Linked DNA regions of Mus musculus: region 2 is linked to region 1. A link is a contact called in public Micro-C data. All regions are on one chromosome and are shown on one strand. Each heading gives the region's core, a stretch centred on a gene start, on an enhancer-like site or on the middle of the called end of the contact. The rest is flanking DNA. Distances are from core to core; before and after follow the strand shown. Region 1 holds the start of Prom1 (prominin 1). Region 2 overlaps Bst1 (bone marrow stromal cell antigen 1).

The links. A called contact is a pair of places that touch in the nucleus more often than the background predicts.
Region 2: a contact with region 1 is called in a Micro-C map of B cells, with 8 times the contacts expected there. The contact joins the enhancer-like site here to the promoter of Prom1 in region 1. A contact is called at or near these places in 6 of 39 promoter capture datasets (cranial neural crest, embryonic stem cells, pre-B cells and 1 more), 3 of 15 datasets of contacts at CTCF or cohesin (embryonic stem cells, large pre-B cells and pro-B cells), 27 of 484 Hi-C or Micro-C datasets (B cells, the C10 cell line, CD8 T cells and 11 more), 10 of 115 datasets of contacts at active chromatin or transcription factors (bone marrow-derived macrophages, embryonic stem cells, large pre-B cells and 2 more) and 3 of 9 other capture datasets (adipose tissue, liver and macrophages).

The regions. Positions count from the first base shown.
Region 1 is chr5:44,099,243-44,103,555 of GRCm38.p6, reverse strand. It overlaps Prom1 (prominin 1), which reads left to right and starts at 1,820. Exons shown (of 28, transcript NM_001163577.1): 1 at 1,820-1,908.
Region 2 is chr5:43,843,398-43,847,710 of GRCm38.p6, reverse strand. It overlaps Bst1 (bone marrow stromal cell antigen 1), which reads right to left. Exons shown (of 9, transcript NM_009763.3): 9 at 4,243-4,313. Among named protein-coding and RNA genes, the nearest start is that of Cd38, 23 kb to the left of the region's middle. Within about 2 kb of position 1,865, at least 22 of the 459 cell types and tissues checked have an H3K27ac peak or open chromatin away from gene starts, as enhancers often do. A contact at or near this core is called in B cells, adipose tissue and pro-B cells, where this site is marked.

The sequences.
Region 1 (4,313 bases), core at 571-3,070:
TATAAGTAATCCCCTGAAACTATTTTGTTCATCAAGCTAGATTTAGAAAGCTGCATATTTAGTTTAATGTCAGCGAACATTAGACATTTGCTCACATCTCCACAGGGGGGAAAAATCACACAGCAATGGACATCCATTTCAATTCAATGTGGCACTGGTCAGAGACCTATTTCACCTATTCTCTGGGTTCTGGAGGCCAGAGCTGGGTTCAACTTTGGGGCTTCAGTAACTATGTGACCTCTGGCAAGCCTGCACCACACAGTTAATCATTGATAAGATATTAGAAAGCTCTTGTTGGTAAGTTCATATAAAAAATCCGCTTAGAACACATGGCGTAGAGCCTTATCACACCGCTGCCCGAACTTTGTGGATGTACAAGGAACGAGAAGGAGTACGGGTAGCCAGCCCTGTGCTGGTTTGCAGACACAGAAGCTGGATTCAGAGTGATAAGGCCATGAGTGCCCATGCTGGTAAAATAGGCAGCTCGGGGACAGCTAGGAGCTCCCAGGAGAGAGAACTCAAGTCTCAAGCTAACACCATCCTCAGTAGCCTGTCTGCCTCTGAGCAGGAAAGCTGTGGAGCCCAGGAGACTGTAAAGGGGAGAACTGGCCATCTTAGACTTCTCTAGTACTCCAACACTGCTTGCTTCAGTTTTCCGTGGTTTCTCAGTGGTCTTTCTGAATGAACTCTTTCTACACCTTCGCCGTGTAGAGGTCAATTTCAATTTCACCTTCCCCTGCCCATCCTCAGTGTATGCTATATTTTGTGGTGAGAAAATTACTAAATTAAAGTTCATTTGTCAGGGCTGGGGAGATTGGTGAGTGGTATAAAGCATCGGTTGTTTTGGCAGAGGCACTCCCTCTTTGCAGAGTTTAATTCCCTGCACCCAGCCCGTATGGCAGCTCACAACCCTTTGTAACTCCAGTGACAGGGAAGCCAACACCTTCTTTTGACCAACTCCACGGTAAAGTGCTACACATACATTCATGCAGGCAAAACATTCATACACGTAAACTATTTTTAAAAGGCCATGTGTCCACATACCTATTCTTCCAACATCTGTGCAGCCATTCTTTCATCTCTCCGTCCATCTACCTAACAACCCGCACACAATTAATACGCATCCTTTGATGGTAAAAATGTCCCAGAGGCGCTATTCTTCCTTGGTCTATTCTCTACCCACTTTTGGTTGAATCCAGGAATGTAATTGATCAAAAGGACCAGCGTTGTGTTTGTCCCTGATAGCACAGGGATACACTACAGCCAATTTTTCTCCCCCTTAGATGATTTTTGTTTGTTTGTTTGTTTTTTAGTTGTTTTAAATAAAATGCACTGAGTACCGGTATCGTGTCTAAAGAGCCAGGAAAGTGTGGAGGTTAGAGATTTTAGGAGCTAGCGGCCTTCCAAGCAGCGATTTAGGATTAGGTGATAGAGAAGGGTGTTCTGGGACTGAGCAGGGATTTCAGCAGGAAATAAATGCTCTGTCCCGTGGGTGTCCCCAGGGCATTGTAGCCTCTCAGAAGGTCCAATCAGTGCGCTCAGACTCAGAGCCCTAGGCTCCTGCTCTTTAAATTACCGAGCCTTGTGGAGACCCCGGCACCTGGCCTTAAGCTCAGCCCTGAGTAAGTACGTTTCTGAAGGAGTCGGTGTTCCTTTAGTTCCATCCCCAAACCTCTGCCAGAGACCCTAGAGGACGCAACAGGTTCCCAGAGTCCTGGAGTCCCGTGGTCCTGACTCAGGCACCCTTAGCCAACCCGGGGCGGAGCAGTGGGACGGGCTCTCACCCAATCACTCTTGTGGTGCCCTGGGGCTGGACCTTAAATAATTCATGAATTAAGTGGAAGGAGCCCAGCTTAGAGGCGAGGGGCTGGAGGGTTCCGAGACCCGGAGGAGAGCTGGACCGGAGAGGTGAGTTGCTCCGAGTGCCGACCCAGCGCGGGGCGCTGAGCTCCCCCTCTTCTAGAACACCCAGGGCAGGGATGAGGAGTGGAGAAGCTCGAGCAACGTCTTCCTCTGCCTCCACAGCAGGTGGCGGGAACCTAGTTTGTCTTCCCGAAGCTGGAGGGGCTGCAGGGTGGTGTGGGTCTCGGCCAGTGGGCGAGCCCAGGGTCTGGAGGACTGGTTATAGAGCGTGCAAACTTTTTCCCGCGGCGGTGGCCGGCTCCTCTCCGCGGCACATTGCTCCGCTCCGGTACTCCTTCCATCCTGTGGAGGGGTGGAGGTCGCTGGGTTCCGGAGACAAGAGCAGGAGGCGGTGAGACTTTCAGGCCACCGGCCCGCTTTCGGGAAGGGCGGCGAGAGGAGGTTCGGTCTGGGTCTTGAGAACTCTTTTGCGGTAAGGAAAACTCCAGGAAAGGCCAAGGTGGGGGGTAGGCTGGGGGAGGGGGACAGGACGTGGGACTCCCGGCCACCAGCCACCATCTGCTACCTATGTGCAGCTCACAGTGCTACTGGCCGCAGCGGGAGGGCGATGCCGGTGCAAGGGCAAACCGCCTCCCTGCGGCCGTTGCCAAGCGCACGCACCCGGGCTGGAAGTCCTGGCTCCAGTCAGCCCTTAGGGTCACACAGCACCGAGAATTTCAGCTTTCCTAGAGATGGAGAGCAGGAGCGCTCAGGGCATACCTTGACAGAATGCGGGGACCAGGGACAACAAAGAGGAATGTGGACTGAGCAGAGCTTCGTGGCTGCTGGAGGATCGGGGCTCGAGCTAAGTTCCCGAGAATGGGTCGGAGAGGTTCCAATCCTCAACCCGGCGTTCAAACAGGACTGGGTGGGGAAATGCCTTGGTGGCGCTCCGGACTACAGGACTCAGGGGCGATCCCCTCCCCCAGGCGACGGCGGATTCCTGGAGGCTCCCAGCTTCGCGCGCCGCCTCGCAGTCGGTTCTTTTGTGTTCCGCAGCCCGGGAAAGGCCCCTGAGAAGGGGGGAAGGTGGGCAGGAGGGCGCCGGGTCTGGCGGCAGCTTGTAGGGAAAGGCAGCGGAGCAAAGGTACCGGCGCTTCCTGCAGCTACTGCTTCCTCCGGGAGCTCGCTCTGTTGCTCTCTTGTTCAGTTGTGGACTTTTCTCATGCCCAGGCGGAGAATGGTTTGCTCGGCTTCTTGTGGGCGGTTGCTGGCCTTTGTTAAGCAAGCGAACGGTTAAAGTCCTTTGTGGACCCCTCCACCCTAACTCACTAGAGACCCAAACAACTTGAACAATGAATTTGCTTTGAGCCATGTGAGAACTTTTTTGATTGACCAATTGAATATTGGCAAATTCATACAGTCCGGCTTGGCGGACTACTTATTTTTCTTATTCATTTGTGAATTTACCTCTTTGAAGCACTACGGAGCTGGCGTCTGTCTGCATGGAGCCTAAGAGGTTCACGGTGGCTCGTCTGGAGCATCAGAACTTTATGAACAGCACACACTGTGCTGAGTTCTTTACCTGTTAGCATGTTAACCCGTCAACCCCATGCAAAAGCCCACTTCACAGAGTGAAGCAACTGTCACTGTCACAGGATTAGTGAGTGGGTCCAGAGACCTGGTCCCGTTTGAAACAGTATTTTTGCTATTTAGCAAGGTATTTTACTTTTTTTTCTTTTTAAGTGTTCCATAAAGTTTTTTATGCACTTCCTTATGGTTTTTATGGTGAAGTGTTTGTTTCTCTGTGTTCTAGTTCAGTGAAGTAAACAGATCAAAGGACGGATTGACAACACTTGGAGCTGGAGAAAAGGCTCAGCTGTTGGGAGCACTAGACTAGAGGTCCTGGGTTCAACTCCCAGCATCCACATGTCAGCTCACAACTGTGTGTACCTCCGGTTTCAGGGAATCCATGGCAACGGGTGCATGGTGCACATGTAGACCCAGGAAGGCAGAATACCCATACACATAAACTAGAATAAAATAAATCTTTTAACACAAGAAAATCACAACGCTTTAAGTATGGTTGATTTTGTTTACGATTTGAGAGAAACAGGTTTTGTCAGTTGTCAAAAACCTGGTTTTTAAGGACCAGGAAGCTTCATTACAAATGATTAGAACACTAACCCCGCATGAGTGTAACCAATGGATGTTCTTGGGGGACAGTGACTAAGGGGAAGTGGCAGAGAAGTTGGATAGCCAGTCTTAATAACACAAGACAGGTTGTCAGGCCCCCCTGACTGATGAATAACTTTGGTGGATATGGCTGCTGTCTTGCCACTGTCTTTCTAAAATGAGTTAGAACACTCAGCTTCAGACCAGCTCACCCCGAGGACCTCTTTGGGCACTCTAGCTGGCCTCACAATGAGAGGTAGGGCTGCTCCCCACAGGGCTCACAAAGGTGGGCTCTG
Region 2 (4,313 bases), core at 616-3,115, 260 kb after region 1:
GCTTGGCTCAAGGGAAGTGGCACTATTAGGAGGTGTGGCCTTGGAGGAAGTGCATTACTGTGGGGGAAGGCTTTAAGGGCTCATGCTTAAGCTTTACCCAGTGTGGAATTTCAGAGGCTCCTCCTGGCTGCCTGTGGAAAACAGTTGTCTCCTCCTTCTGCTGCTTTCCAGTCAAGATGTAGAACTCTTGTCTCCTCCAGCACCATGTCTGCCTGAATGCTGCTATGCTTCCTGCATGATGATAATGGACTAAACCTCTGAAACCATCAGCTTTAATTAAATTCTGTCTTTTATAGAAGTTGCCTTGGTTATGGCGTCTCTTCACAGCAATGGAACCCTATGACACTTTTCTTTTCAATTTTTATTAGCTCTTTGAGAATTTCATACAATATGTTTTGGTCATATTTACTACCCCAAGTCTTCCCAGATCTACCTTCCTTTGCTTAGCTGCCCAACTTAGTGTTGATTTTGCCTTGTTCCTCCTCCCCCTCCTCCTCTTCCTTCTCTTGTTGTCATCCCCCTTTCCCTCCCCCCTCCCCTCCTCCTCCTCCTCCTCCTCCTCCTCCTCCTCTTCTTCTTTCTTCTTCTTCTTCTTCTTCTTCTTCTTCTTCTTCTTCTTCTTCTTCTTCTTCTTCTTCTTCTTCTTCTTCACCAATCAAATCTAGTTTGTTCTACTCATGTACTTCTAGCTATCTGGCCTTCCACTGGACCTTAGTTGACCTACCAGGAGCTACATCCTTTAAGAAAACTGACCCCCCTCCCCCGGCTGCAGCTATTAGATGACAATAGCTACACAGTTAAGTGTGTGTGTGTGTGTGGGGGGGGTCGTTGAATAACCTCCCTTTTCCAGGCTGGGATTTTGTCTGGCTTGAGCTTTTGCAAAGGTCCTGTGCACACTCTCACAATCCACTGTGAGTTCTTATGTGTAGCTACCCTTTGGTGAAGGGATGAATACTATTTCCTTGTAGCTGTCTACCTCTTCTACAAAGATTCCTGAGCCTTGGGAGAAGAAGTGTGATGGAGATGTTCTACTTAGGGCGGAACATGCCAAAGTTTCTTCCCTACACTGTGACAGACTGTGAGTCTCTGTATTAACTGCCAACCACTGAAGAAAGAAGCTCCTTTGATGAGAGTTAAGAGATGCATGCACATCCAAGAGTGGTTCCTTCCTTCAGCCACTGTCCACAGAAGCAGGGACAAACAGATGCGGTCAGCATCCTCAAGAGAGACTTCACAATAAAAGTCACTAGGTCTGGAATGAACAGTGGGTCCTGCAGAGAGAGCAAACCTGACGGTTGTAAGAGGGAGAGGAAGGGGTTAAACAGGAGGTAACCAAGGGGACTGCAGCTCTGTGTCTCCTGACACTCAGAATTCCCTTATTGTGCTGAAGCAGCTTTGAAGCTGAACCAGGTTCTGTTTCAGAGGCTGGTGCCTGATCACATCCCAATTGTCACACACACACACACACACACACACATCCTGAACAGAACATCTGCGACTCCCTTATAAAAACATTTACATTGTGGTTTTGAGCCCTTCCCTTGGGATTTTCCAAAGCATCATGGGAAGAATTTTCCTAATAGCCATATCCAGTATATCATTGTTTGAGAGGTAACGGGGGAAAGCCACCTGACCCTGGAAATGAACCACTCAACCCATAAAGAATCCTAAGATTTCCTAAAAATCCACAATGCCCAGCCCAGTGTGCTACTGAACCCCTAGACCCTGCTTTCTAGTCTCTCTCTGGAGTGTAAGCTTTGGGGTGTTTTAACTGGAGCTCTGGCCTGACTCCCTTGCTGTGAGAAGAGCTGGGGTGAAGCCTTCACCTGCTGACAGATGGACAGCAGGTTGGTACTGAGAATGGGGAACTGAGAGAAGACGTGGGGTGGAGCCCCTTCCAGGCACAGGGCTAGAACAGTGCTTTAGATCACAGGAAGATAACCCTGAACACTAGGCTTAAAAGTATGGAATTTTGGCTGGCATGTACCTCAGTGGTAGAGTTTTAAGTTATACAAGGGCCAGAGCCTGAGTCTGTGTGAAGTCTTCACATAGCCAGTGTTACAGAAAAAATATAAACATGTATGAACACACACACAGGGAAAGCTTTGATACATACATAGCCTCGGCTATCAGAATGATATCTATTATCTTTTCCCCCATTTTTCTATATTGGAATTTTTTCTCAAGTGAGAAGGTATCATTCATTTTACGTTCAGAAAAAGAGAAACACTACTATTATCTTTAGAAAAAAAAAGCTTTCATTTTTTTTCTTCACAGAATTCCAAAGTGCAGCCAGCATCTAATTAAGTCACAGGTTAGTGTGCTGTGGGTGACTGTGGAAGACCCCTGTAACCCAGGCAACCTGAAGGAGCGGACACTGTGTTCTCCAAGACAGTCTGAGAGACACCCCTTGGCTCCTACTTCCGTGAGATCAGCCTGAGGAGCTGGTTGGCTCCAAAGTAAATTTGGCCCTTTGCTTCTGTTTTCTCTGAGCCAAATAGTCCTCGGCAGCATTTTCTCTCTCTGCTTCCTTCTCGCGCACACACACAAGAAATACCAGACACTTCAAAGATTTTACTGAAATGTAGAATAAATACAGAAAAGTGTGGCTCACCATACTTTTAATACTGTCTCTGCCCATTCCTGGTCTCCTCCACGAAAGACTTGCAAAAAGTGCATTTTTTTTCAAAGCTTAGTTCACATTGAATCACTTATGTCCAAATGTCTCAAACTCAGCTAAGCCAGGCCTGCAAAGATGGTTAAGTCTTCAAGGAAGCCAGGAAGCCACCGTCCAGATTAAATCCAGGTTTGGCAAAGACCACCCACACAAAAATAGCAAGACAATGGCAAGGGACCTATAGTGGATTTCATGGAGGCCAAGGAGGTAAGAGAAAAAAAGTGAGGAATAGGGCCAGGCAGTGTTGGTGTATGCCTTTAATCCCAGTGCTTGGGAGTCAGGGGCAGGTGACCTGTGGATCTCTGTGAGTTTGAGGACAGCTTGGTCTGCATCATGAGTTCCAGGACAGCCAGGGCTACCCAGAGTAATCCTGTCTCAGGAAAAAACAAAACAAAGCAGAAAGCAAACAAACAAACAAAGGAAGAAGACTAGGAAGGCTGTAGGGGGTGGGTCAGAATAGTGTTATTGTTTTTCTAAACTAAAAAAGGTTCTAGGAGAGGAGGTGACGTCCAATGTCTAAGCAGGGCTTTGAATCTGCCAGATAAATGACAGAGTAGGAAGAAAGGTCAATGAAGAGAGAACAGCAAGTTCAAATACCCAACGAAGAGAAAATAGGGCACAAGTGGGCTCTAGCAATGAAGTGATCTGGGTGACAGGGAGCTGGGCATGGCGCCTCTAAGAAGTGACAGCATTTTTACAGTAAGCTATGGTAACTATCAAATGGACCTCTACCATATGTCAAGTCTTTGTTACTCTATAGTGCCTCACATCTCACATCTGTTCTTCATCCTCCTGAATCTGACTGTGTTCCCCACCCCTGTCTTGGCTGTGACTCACAAGTCCCAGAGAATCCTAGTCTGGAAGGGGGACTGCATGTGCCTACTGGGTGCCTGGGTGTGTGCTGGGTATAAAAGCTGGGTATAAAAGGGGGAAGGCGGGCTGCATATAACTCAACAGTGCTAACTATATCCATGATGATAGTGATGAGGATGAAAGTGACTGGAGAGCCATCCATCTTTGGACTATTACAACACAACTCACATAGGCTACTTCATCCAGAAACAATTTATTTGGGTTCAAAGCATTGAAAGTGTCAGGTCGCCGGGCGGTGGTGGCGCACGCCTTTAATCCCAGCACTTGGGAGGCAGAGATAGGCGGATTTCTGAGTTCGAGACCAGCCTGGTCTACAAAGTGAGTTCCAGGACAGCCAAGACTATACAGAGAAACCCTGTCTTGAAAAAAAAAAAAAGAAAAGAAAAGAAAGAAAAGAAAGTGTCAGGTCCTAGCATCACAGTATAAACTTTACCCTGATTGAGTCTCATGGAGCAAATTTGTGTGTGGATTCCAAAGGGGTGGAGTTAGGTAAAGAGTGAAGAGAAATCAGGAATCAAGAATCAGAACTAACTATGTCAACCATATTAGCTTTGAACTAACAGAGATTCTCCTGCACCTACCTCCCAAGCGCTGGGATCAAAGGCCTGTGATAAGGCATGGAAGGCTGAGGAAGCCATAAATTGCCTATCAGGGAACTCTCATGCCTGCTGTCTATAGGTAGAGAACAAATGTATCTGTGACAGGATTTAATTTTGTTTTATTCTCTTCAGGAAATGTTCCCTATTCAACCACATTTCTGCAC